Linked DNA regions of Zea mays: region 1 is linked to region 2. The links are chromatin contacts, called in public Hi-C maps. All regions are on one chromosome and are shown on one strand. The core of a region is the stretch at or near the end of the contact, and the rest is flanking DNA. Distances in the headings are between cores, read along the strand shown.

Evidence for each region. A called contact is a pair of places that touch in the nucleus more often than the background predicts.
Region 1: a contact with region 2 is called in a Hi-C map of ear, with 2.5 times the contacts expected there. The contact joins the promoter of LOC100283603 here to the promoter of LOC100282371 in region 2. A contact is called at or near these places in 3 of 25 Hi-C or Micro-C datasets (ear, leaf and tassel).

The regions. Positions count from the first base shown.
Region 1 is chr10:126,258,316-126,263,015 of Zm-B73-REFERENCE-NAM-5.0, reverse strand. LOC100283603 (SAM domain family protein) reads right to left here and starts at 1,261. Exons shown (of 7, transcript NM_001156504.2): 1 at 970-1,261. The coding sequence starts at 1,032.
Region 2 is chr10:126,024,082-126,029,498 of Zm-B73-REFERENCE-NAM-5.0, reverse strand. LOC100282371 reads right to left here and starts at 3,985. Exons shown (of 4, transcript NM_001155283.2): 1 at 3,743-3,985; 2 at 2,145-2,439; 3 at 846-938; 4 at 215-735. The coding sequence starts at 3,921. The coding sequence ends at 361.

The sequences.
Region 1 (4,700 bases), core at 12-2,511, 240 kb before region 2:
TGCCCTTATGATTGACAACCATTTCCAATCCCCTCTCATGTATCTTGAGGAGAAAAAACAATAATATCACTGAAGGAGATCCAGAGATTTCTCTACTATATCCCACAACATCAGAACACCCATGCGGGTACTTCTCGTGTTAACTCCACCCCCCCCCCCCCCCCCCGCACCCCAACCACACTTAGAAACTCAAAGCTACCGAGTGGGCAATCACATACTCCCTCCGTTCATAAATCTCCAACATATTAGCCATCGGTGAAGTGACCAAGGAACAACAAAGAGCGTCAATTTGTTTTTAATTACCACAGTGTTAACCCGCTCACAACCGCATGTCGTGCCTTTTCGTGGTTGGTGATCCATGGCAAGTAGCAAAGCGACTACATGGATGAGCGGTGTGGTACTCCAATCAGAATTCGAAATAAATCAGTACAGGAGCAGACAACGAATAACGGGAGGACAGCATAGTAAAAACGCGGCAGCAGAAATGAGGTGTTGCATGCTCGCCAAACTAAAATAGACGGAAAGACCACCTAATACGATGGAGATTTTTGAATAAATTCAATTTGCTTATACGCTGGAGATTTAGGAACGGAGGGAGTATATATTAAGCCACCTTCCAAAAATCACAGCATCGTCCCTTGATTTGAGGTATACAGCAAGATTGTACTCTCGGTAGTCAACAACCAAATCCAACACCATGCGACCAACTTTTGACCACCAAATCGCATAGGATCCCTCCATATAATACGGTAATATCTGATACCCCGCACTCTAAACCTAAACTAAGGTTAACAAATGATATACAGACCTCTACCAAATCAGCGGCCATGTTCTCTCTTGCTGGAGAGTCTGCTCTGATGCTAATCAATCAACATTCAAGCCCTGAACGACTCCGTAGGCAAATCCGCAACGAAGAATGAGACCACGCTGGCTTTATAAACACGGATTGACCGGGGCTGGACGGCTCACCTGACCGCTGCGGCCGAGGGTGATGGTGACCTGGTGCCTCGAAGATGCCGACGAGGAGGCCATCTCCACCGCCGCCGACGCGCAGAGGACGGCTTCCGCGGAAGAGGCGACGGGAGCGGCGCGACCGGGACAAGGCCAAGGACCGGCTAGGGTTTCGGGGGAATGAAGATTAGGGGCGTGCCGCGTGCGCTGAGACGGAGTTAACCGGCGCTTGGGACGAGAGGAGCCTCGCTTTGGTGACGCTGCCCATGCCCACACAGCACACGCACGCAGGTGCGGGCGGGCATTTTTCGCTTTGCCGGTTTCGACGGCGCTTTACTTTTTACTAGAACTTTAACCAGCGCGCTATGATAAAAAGTGCCTGTCCAAATGCACTAAAATTAAGTTGAATAAACAATCTAACTAATAAATCAACTATTAGCTATTTTTAGCAAATTAGTTACTAGCTAGCTAGCTATTTGTTAGATACATAATTTCACTAGCTAACTAATTATTATCTCTAGTGCAAATACCCTAGAAAAAATAAATAAAGTAATGAACCACAAAAACATCACTCGAACTAACTCTTACTGAAAATCGAACAATATCTATTGACTCTAAGATTGTCTTCGGTGAATCTTGTAAAATAGATGACACGATACTGTAGATAATATTGTTTGACACTATTTATAAGTGAAATTTGAAATAAAGGATGAGATAGGGGACCTGCTAGAGACAACCTAAACAAAGCTTAGATCCTCTATTGTGTAGATATACTTTTGGAAACCTTTCATAAAGCCAACAAATTTGCTTACTATTCGGTAAATACATAAGATCCTACTTGCAAACCCTTAGCCTCATACAGGGTAGTTGAAATCGAAGTACTGTAAAAAATGGTACGACATCGTCACGGTTAAAACCGGTCCTAGCATTTTAGAGGCTCCGAGTGAAACTAGTACATATGCCTCTCTCTCTCTCTATAAAAAATCATAAATATATAATTAAAGAAATTATTAATTGATGTAAAAAACAATTTCTATTGAGCGCAATAAATTTTTCTAATATTGTAAAATGATAAATGTAAATTGTAGTCATAAACACATACTTGCACTTGATATTATGTGAAAAGTTTCTTCTCACATTTTACACTTGATATCACTTGGTATCGAGTAAGATAAGGGTTTGGGACCAAAATTTGGACTTTAGATCATATGTCAAAGTAGCGGTTTCGAGCTCGGGCTTTTCAACTTTTTTAAGAGAAATCCGATTCTTAGAATCTGACCACCCACCCTGCACAGCGCCTCCGCGAACGGTTTGTGCGATGCTAGGTGAGTCATGAACCATGAGTCATTAAATTGATAAACCAGAGGTGGTGTGACATGTCTATGCAATGCAACTAGATTAGATCACAAACCACGTGTCAAGAAATTGATGAATATGCAATGCAACTAGATTAGATCACAAACCATGTGTCAAGAAATTGATGAATTGGTTCAATCTCTTAGTGATTCCGTCCATGATGGTGAACACCGCAATACGCGACAACACAAGGGTGTCGATTCGTTTCTTAGGTTTGCGTCAATTCGTTTTTCAACATTAGATATATCTTATACAATATATTTGATATATGGAATCAGGATCCCATATGAAAGGGAAATGTGCTCGTGGGCAATTTCTATTATGTTTTGGTGATTAAGTGCCCAACACATTTAATTAAGTTCTTATGTGCTAAACTAGGTGAGTGCCCGTGCGTTGCAACGGAAACGTATAATGTCACGATAATTTATGTAAAAATATGTGTTATATTGTTAAGAGAACCAGTTTCGTAATCTATTTGTGATTCTAGTGATAAGATGAAGAGCGAGAAAATTCAATCTATGGAAATACAGAAGATGAAGAACTGGTCGAAGGTTACAACGCTTTCCGTTTTGTGGGCATCAGAGAACCAAGTTCAAAATTTGCATACCCATGAAGTGTTGTTCAATAATGATCGAAACTTAGAGTAGATGAATAAAGAAGCATGCATGAAACAAAGACAAAGAAGAAAAAAGCCATGCAAGTCGAAAGCAGCTAGCCAGCTAGTGATCTGTCAACAGCATCAGCACACTGCACTGGTTCACGTGAGGTGCTCAACTGCTCGTCTGCTCATGAGATGGAGGACGGATTGGCGCTTGTATAATTGTATTTTATACATGGTCAAATAAAAATTTCAAGTATAGTGTTTAACACGGCTAGATACAAAGCTAGTTGAGCCTAACTATCTAACCGGTACACGCATGGACACATTGGTGCAGGATATGAATTGTGTCACCTCTTTATGACTCTTTGCAATCAACTCAATGATTATTTAGGTGACAATGAAGCATCTAAACACATACATTTATATGTAAGTACGTACATACATGCATGCATTCAGGCTATAGTAACTTGTAACCAAGCATTGTAAGTTGTTGGTTTCGATCCATTGGATGATTATAAGTGGCCTAGCTAACAAAGAGCTATAGCAGTCACCACTCTGCCTGCATAACAAGAGAAGAGTTAAGTACAATAGTTTTAAAACCCATTGATCTGGAGAACCATCTATTTAATAATGATCAATAAACATGGAGCAACCTACTGCTACTCTGCCACTTAATAAGCAACCCACATGGCAAGGACTTACTATGAGGACATTCACCTGGGCCCCAAGAACCCAGCAATTCACATTCTTCCTAAACAAAAAAAATGGTTACATTATGTATGTAATGAAGGTGGTTGTTGACATGTGTGACTTTTTTATATGGATAGATTCAAAAAAAATACAACATATATTTAGAGAGCTATTGGAGAACTCACAATTTTTTACTACCAAAGTTATTTAGCAACTCCTTAAATCAGTGAATTAGAGAGTTAAAATTTATATAAGAAGTTGCTCTAACAGATATGACCCAAGTAGGTATGATTTAATTTCTCAAAAACTCCAACCATTTTTAGTATCACATCTAGTAATTGATATGCTTTGCAAACACAAATCTAGAAGTAGGATTTTTGAGCTTATGAACCAGAACTTCTGTTAGCATGGTCATCTTATAGAAATGGTACATTTCATTTTATTACAGCTATCATATGGTGTTAATACTTCACGGTTGTGTGTGGCATCGCAACACACGTCCCAATACCATTTTATGCATTCGAGAGAAAAATATTTACTACTCACCATTATGTAATCTGCATTTTCTGTCCAAGATTCACTCACATCCGTAGGATAGCTTGAGAGAGCTCTTATAAAAAGGTTGTAAACTCCTAAAATAAAAGCAACATTAGCATAGTTTACACTCATGAGATTGTATTGACAAAGAAAGAGCACCTTCAGATTTCCAATAACATTATGAGTCTATGGATCATCGTAGAGCGGTGTGACATTACTAAATATTTTGCAGCTTCATAATCAAAATGAAAGAAAAGAACATGTGACTAAATGATGAAAGGGTGAGGAACAAATGGACAAAAAATCATAGAAAGCTCCCTTCCAAGCCTTGATTTATGACAAAGCACACCTAAAGTTAACTAAGAGCACGTCCTAATCTCGGCCACTGGCGCTGCCACACTGTGCTGGCTTACATGAAGCTAGTGTCGATGATTCATTATCAAGGAGAGGGAAAAATGTTTTAACAAATAACTACAAACATACCTGAAAAAGACGGGCCAAGCAGAGTAGTGTGGTACCATCATCTAGAATCTCAAATGTTGAGAACAGGTAAATGGTAACAAAA
Region 2 (5,417 bases), core at 2,736-5,235:
GCTAGCTAATTATGCTGCGACTTGCGAGTCGCGCTTCAATTTGAAGGAAGCGGCCATGGCAACACGAAATATCGTAACACCAATATTAAAAATGAAAAATAGTGATGCAATGGTTGGTTATAACCAGACATACATAACCATCGATTCGGCGCTCTGCCGTAAATCAGAAAGCATACTTCAGTTCCTAGATGAATTATAAACTCCTGTGCTCCCAACGAGGCACCAGATGCTACTGTAAGTAACCATGAATGAGAATGATGCACCAGAGCAGTATCTGATAACATGATCAACCATAATATTACGGTTTTCAGAAGATGCAGTACGATGCATCCGAGCTCCCCAGGTTGCCAGCCGAAGCATTTACATCTTCTGCATGATAACAGAGTTTGCAAGCCCAGCTTGCTCCACGGTCTGCGTTGGGTCAGCCAGCTGCTTGGGAGGGAAACCCGTCTGCAGCTGATAAGGCCTTGCAGCTCCAGGCCGAGCTGCGTCTATAAAGGACCTGATGTCTCCCACGGTGTGGTGCATGTTGAACCGGGCGACCATGCGAGTGCCGTCAGCCAGCCTCAGCTGTATGGACGTAAATGGCTGGGAGTCATCCACGACAACGCCAGCGGACCTCGAAGCAGCAGGGGCCGCTGATGCAGGAGCAGCTGTTGCGCTCTCATCTGGGGAAGGTCCACCACCAAGGGTTCTTCCAACACCCTGGAAAGCTGATCGAGGCCTTACAGGTTCCTACATGAATAAAACCAGGAAGGACATATAAGTACTGGAATCAAGGTAATGGCTAATCAATGAGAATACATCCATATGCCCATGCAAGGGCAAAAGTTAAGAGGGCTCACCCTGTAATCTTCCATCCTTCTAATAACAGACGCATCAACATGTTCTCCATCAGTAGGCACCAGCTCCTTGGGGCACTTTGACATCTTAAGGCTCTGAAAACCCGAAACGGCATACAGTTAGTGTGAGAACGATGAAGGCATTCAACTATTCATGTTTACATGTCCCATTCAAAAGATACTGTGATGTCCTGTTACTATAGACTTAAGTAAGAAGAACTTAATAATAGCTCGACAAATCTTTATGCCTAAGAAAACAAAACAAACAGCCCAACACTATGAGCATGCATGGCCTATTAGGAAAACTAAAATTATATAGAACCATAGGATGTAGACAGATCAGCTCATGATTTTCTGGCACAAGAGATAGAAATATGGCACAGTAAAGTTGAGATCTGTCTCAAATTTTAAGAGTCAAGTTCTGAGTTCCACAGGTGGAGAACCAATTCAAGTAATAATGGAGGTAACATACTCACTCCATCTCAAAATACTTAACCTCATAGCATTCAAATTTTGTCCAAAGATAGTTGTCATTCTTACTTCTCAATCTACCTTTCTCTTCTCCCCAACCCAATACACTTTTTTTCTTTTCCTAATACATCTCTCTATTCCTAGTGGTACTAAGATCTTTTTGCCTTGAGCACTGGTATCCATGATAGATCCTAAAATGTTCACTATTCTAGGACAAAGGGAGTAAATGGCATTTGAAATATGATAGCTCACTAATTAAGTCATCAACCAAAATGTTCTGGAACATCTGAAGGGAAAATGGTCCAACCTTCCACAACAAAATGAAAATGACAGCATGAGAAATGAGCATTATAAGCACAACAAGGGGTGGTTTGGTGACCAGGGAAACAGCCCTAAAGTGATTGCTGTTAAATAGGCATCTACAAAACAACACAGTATAATCGAAATATTAGTTAGTCAGGACTAATGAGGAAATAAGTTTGTACCCCCCCCTTCCTTCCTTTTTACGTGTTTCTTGCGTATACATAATAACATAAGTGATCGGAGTTTCTAAAGTTTGATGGCACAAATTCTTAAACATTATCTTATTCACAAAGGAGGGAACAAATGGGCAGGGCAGACCCAGTGCCAACGACTCCCACATGAGTGGGGCTAGGGAAGGGATAAAGCGAGGAAAGCCTTCCCCTCGCAAATGCGGAGAGGCTGCTTCGAGCCCGCGACCTGGTGACACAGTGACACAGCTTTCACCACGGCACCAGGTCTGCCCTTGCAAAAGAGGGGATACTTGGAATAGATCAAAACATTCAGAAATATCATGTAAAAATGAATCACCTCAAGGAACTCTGCATTTTCAGGATCGTCGTAGTATCTCAGTGGACCATCATCCACACTAAAGCCATTGTTCCACAAATGTATATTGTGGCGTACTCGAATTGGTACTGGTTCCTGAGGTGCAGCAGATGATATTGTCTCCCCTGTAAGAAGTCGGCCAGTCCCTGTAAAGCTCCTAGAGCTGGAAGACTCGCCACCAAGAGGAGGAGGCATTCCTTTGATACCCGCTTGTCTGGCTTGTTCAAATATCGCATCCACATCATTTCTTCTTGTTGGATCTTGAACAAGCATTCCACTGCACATTACAAAGACAAATATAAAATTACTTACAAGACAAAAGAGCACAAGTCAACCTTACAAACTTAAATTCCCTATTATTTTGTGGAGATTTTCTCTAGAGCCAAATGTGGAGCTAAGCATTAAGGAGATATTATCAATGTTCTGCTTCTGCATAAGATCTAGATGGAACAAAGCATGGTCCAAAAAACAGAACAAGATGCCTTTGAAAATGAGGCAAGTAATGGACCGTAAAGCTACAATATATTGCCTTATATCATTCAAAGGAAGAAGAACCACCTATAAGTGAAAATACTAACTATGAATATTACTTTTTGTTTGATTGCCCTTCATTCTATAGTTAGTCTGAAGCCAAAAAATAAGCTCAATAGTTGTTGTTCCTCTTTTAAGGATTTGCCTTCCTTTTTACTCCAACATAAAAACCCTTCTCCAGCAACACACCTAAGTGCCAACCCGATCAATAAGTCCATCGACGGTTCCAGATTCTAGCACCAGACCTATGGTCCATCCAAGGAATGAGCTGTAATCAGCGCCTTTCTCAGATAGACAGAATTTGTACACTAGCCATCTCGTGTCTCACTCGAGGGACCCTTCCCCATAGTCCTGGCATTTCCAGTTCGGCTAAGAAAGACACGAAAGCAAGCACTCTCAATCAAGACCTAAAAGCACATCCTCGAACTGGCATTCAATATACCCAAAGTCATTCCCTCAACACCAGGGAATGGCATGTTTTCCTTTCATATAATTGTATTTGTGTGCAAGCTACACTGAATTTATATAATCAAGCAACATGCCCAAATAAATGCATAGACCTAGCTAGAGTGTTAAGCGGCTTCGGGCTAGAGTGTTAAGCGGCTTCTGGCCTGTTTGGTCAAACAGATTTTTTTTCTAGCAAGTTTTTCTAAGAATCTAAATTTCTAGAGTATGTGTCTGTGAGAAGAATCTGAATATCGTGGGATTTACATACGGAGGAAGATGAAGGAACCCATAGAGTTTAGCATAGGGTTTAGAATCTAATTCCTCTCGTCGTGACAGCTTGGCGGAATCTGTGTTCATGTTGATATGGATGATTTTCACCAAAAAGATTCACAGAAACGGACTGATGCGGACCGAGAAGCGAATGATTTGGCTGCTAGAAGCTGATTCTGATAGCCAAAATCCGATTTAAGCTCAAAACAAACACCCCTAACTAGATCGCAAAACTAGGAAGCGGCGATTCCGATGCTCGTACGCACGATCGCAGGCAAATCCCAACAAAGTCAATCAGGAAACACAGGTCCCCGAGAGGGGCTGAGATGTACCTCTTCTCGCCACCGGTGTAGTATTCCTGTGGCTCGTCGTCGTCGCTGCCGCTGTCGCCGCCTCCGGCACCTGGGAAGCCGGCGGGCCCACGGCTTATGTCAGCGAGCGTGCGGATGGCGGGACCCCTGCGGCCGCCGCCGGGAGCCGGCTTCTTCCCGCCGTTGGAAGAGAAACTCATCGCCGACGAGGTGGGGGGTCAGGGTCGCGGCGGAGGGATAGAGTTGTCCGTGCTGACCTTCGCGTCGCGTTTGCGGAGGGTCCCGATCACGCGTTCGCAGTTCGCACACAGCCGGAAGTACGGAGACGGACGTCGGTGCCCGAACTGTCACAGAAGGTCGGCCGTGTAGAAGCGCGATAGACGGCTCGGATTAACTGCGGGTGGTGCGCGACGCGATTGGGATTTGGGAAGTTCGTTGACCGCACGGGAAAAACAGGTCCCTCCCCCTCCCGCCGCCCCGAGTTTTTTTTTGCATTTTAGCCCTTTATCGGTAATAAAATCACGTTTAGATCTTAAAAAATTTTAATCTCAATTTTGGACCCTTAGCTCGACGCCACAGATCTTAGCGCCGAGCTAGAATTTAACTGAGTGGTCCGTTTCTTCACCGCGTTCTCTTCTTTGTTCCTTCACTGCGTTTCTGTCCTCTGACCACGCCGCCTCTTATCACGGCTGCCCCCCGAAGACCAGAGCGTCGTCGCCGGCTCCTCCGCGACCTCCTCCGCAAGCCCCACCGTCGCCGCGAGCTCCTCTGCCGTCGCGCGCCCCGCCACCGTGGCCCCCGCTGCCGCAAGCTCCTCCGCGCGGCGCCCGACGCCAGGAGCTTCCTCCACGCGCCCATCTCTGCCACCGCCAGTAGGTAATTGTTTTTATTTACTTAGTTTTACTTAGTTAGTAAATTGTTAGTGTTTAGCATATTGTTAGCTATTGTTAGTGTTTAGTAAATAGTTAGTTATTCACTTGTTTAGCATATTGTTAGTATATTGTTAGTGTTTAGTAAATAGTTAGTTATTCACTTGTTTAGCATATTGTTAGTGTTTAGCATATTGTTAGTGATTATATAGTTAGTAAATTGGTAGCATATTGTTAATGGAGGAAATTCAGTGATTATAAAGGGTTTAGCATATACTTGTAGCATTTTGTTTAGCACATTGATATTACATGTTCAGCATATTATTTATTATGTAGATATCGTGCAGTTTTCTGTGTTGGCAACCATCGTGTTGTCGTTTATTTGCAGGTTTTAGAAACATCACTTTACAGGAGAGATGCTGCCAAATTTTTTATTGACAATAGTATTTTTTGTACATAGGTGTTCTTCCGACTTGACCTTCTTCACCGTTAGTTGGACTCGTACGCGATCTCAGGTATACATTGTTTTCGTACATTATTCATAGATTATGTAATTTCGTTTGATGTGGTCATTTAATATTTACTATATAGTTATTAGTTAATAAGTAGTTACTATTTATTTATTACTTAGTAAGTTTTTAGGCTTAAGTACCTAGCCATTATTGAGTTAGTAATCCATTTTTGCAATAGATGGACACCCTAGTGACACTATACCATGGAGGAAGCGTAGAGATAGATGCTTATGGGAATGTTAGTTTTGATGGTATGAAGATCGTGACCATGTTGTTCGATGAAAGACCATCTTTTGACAAGATTTTCGCTCAAGC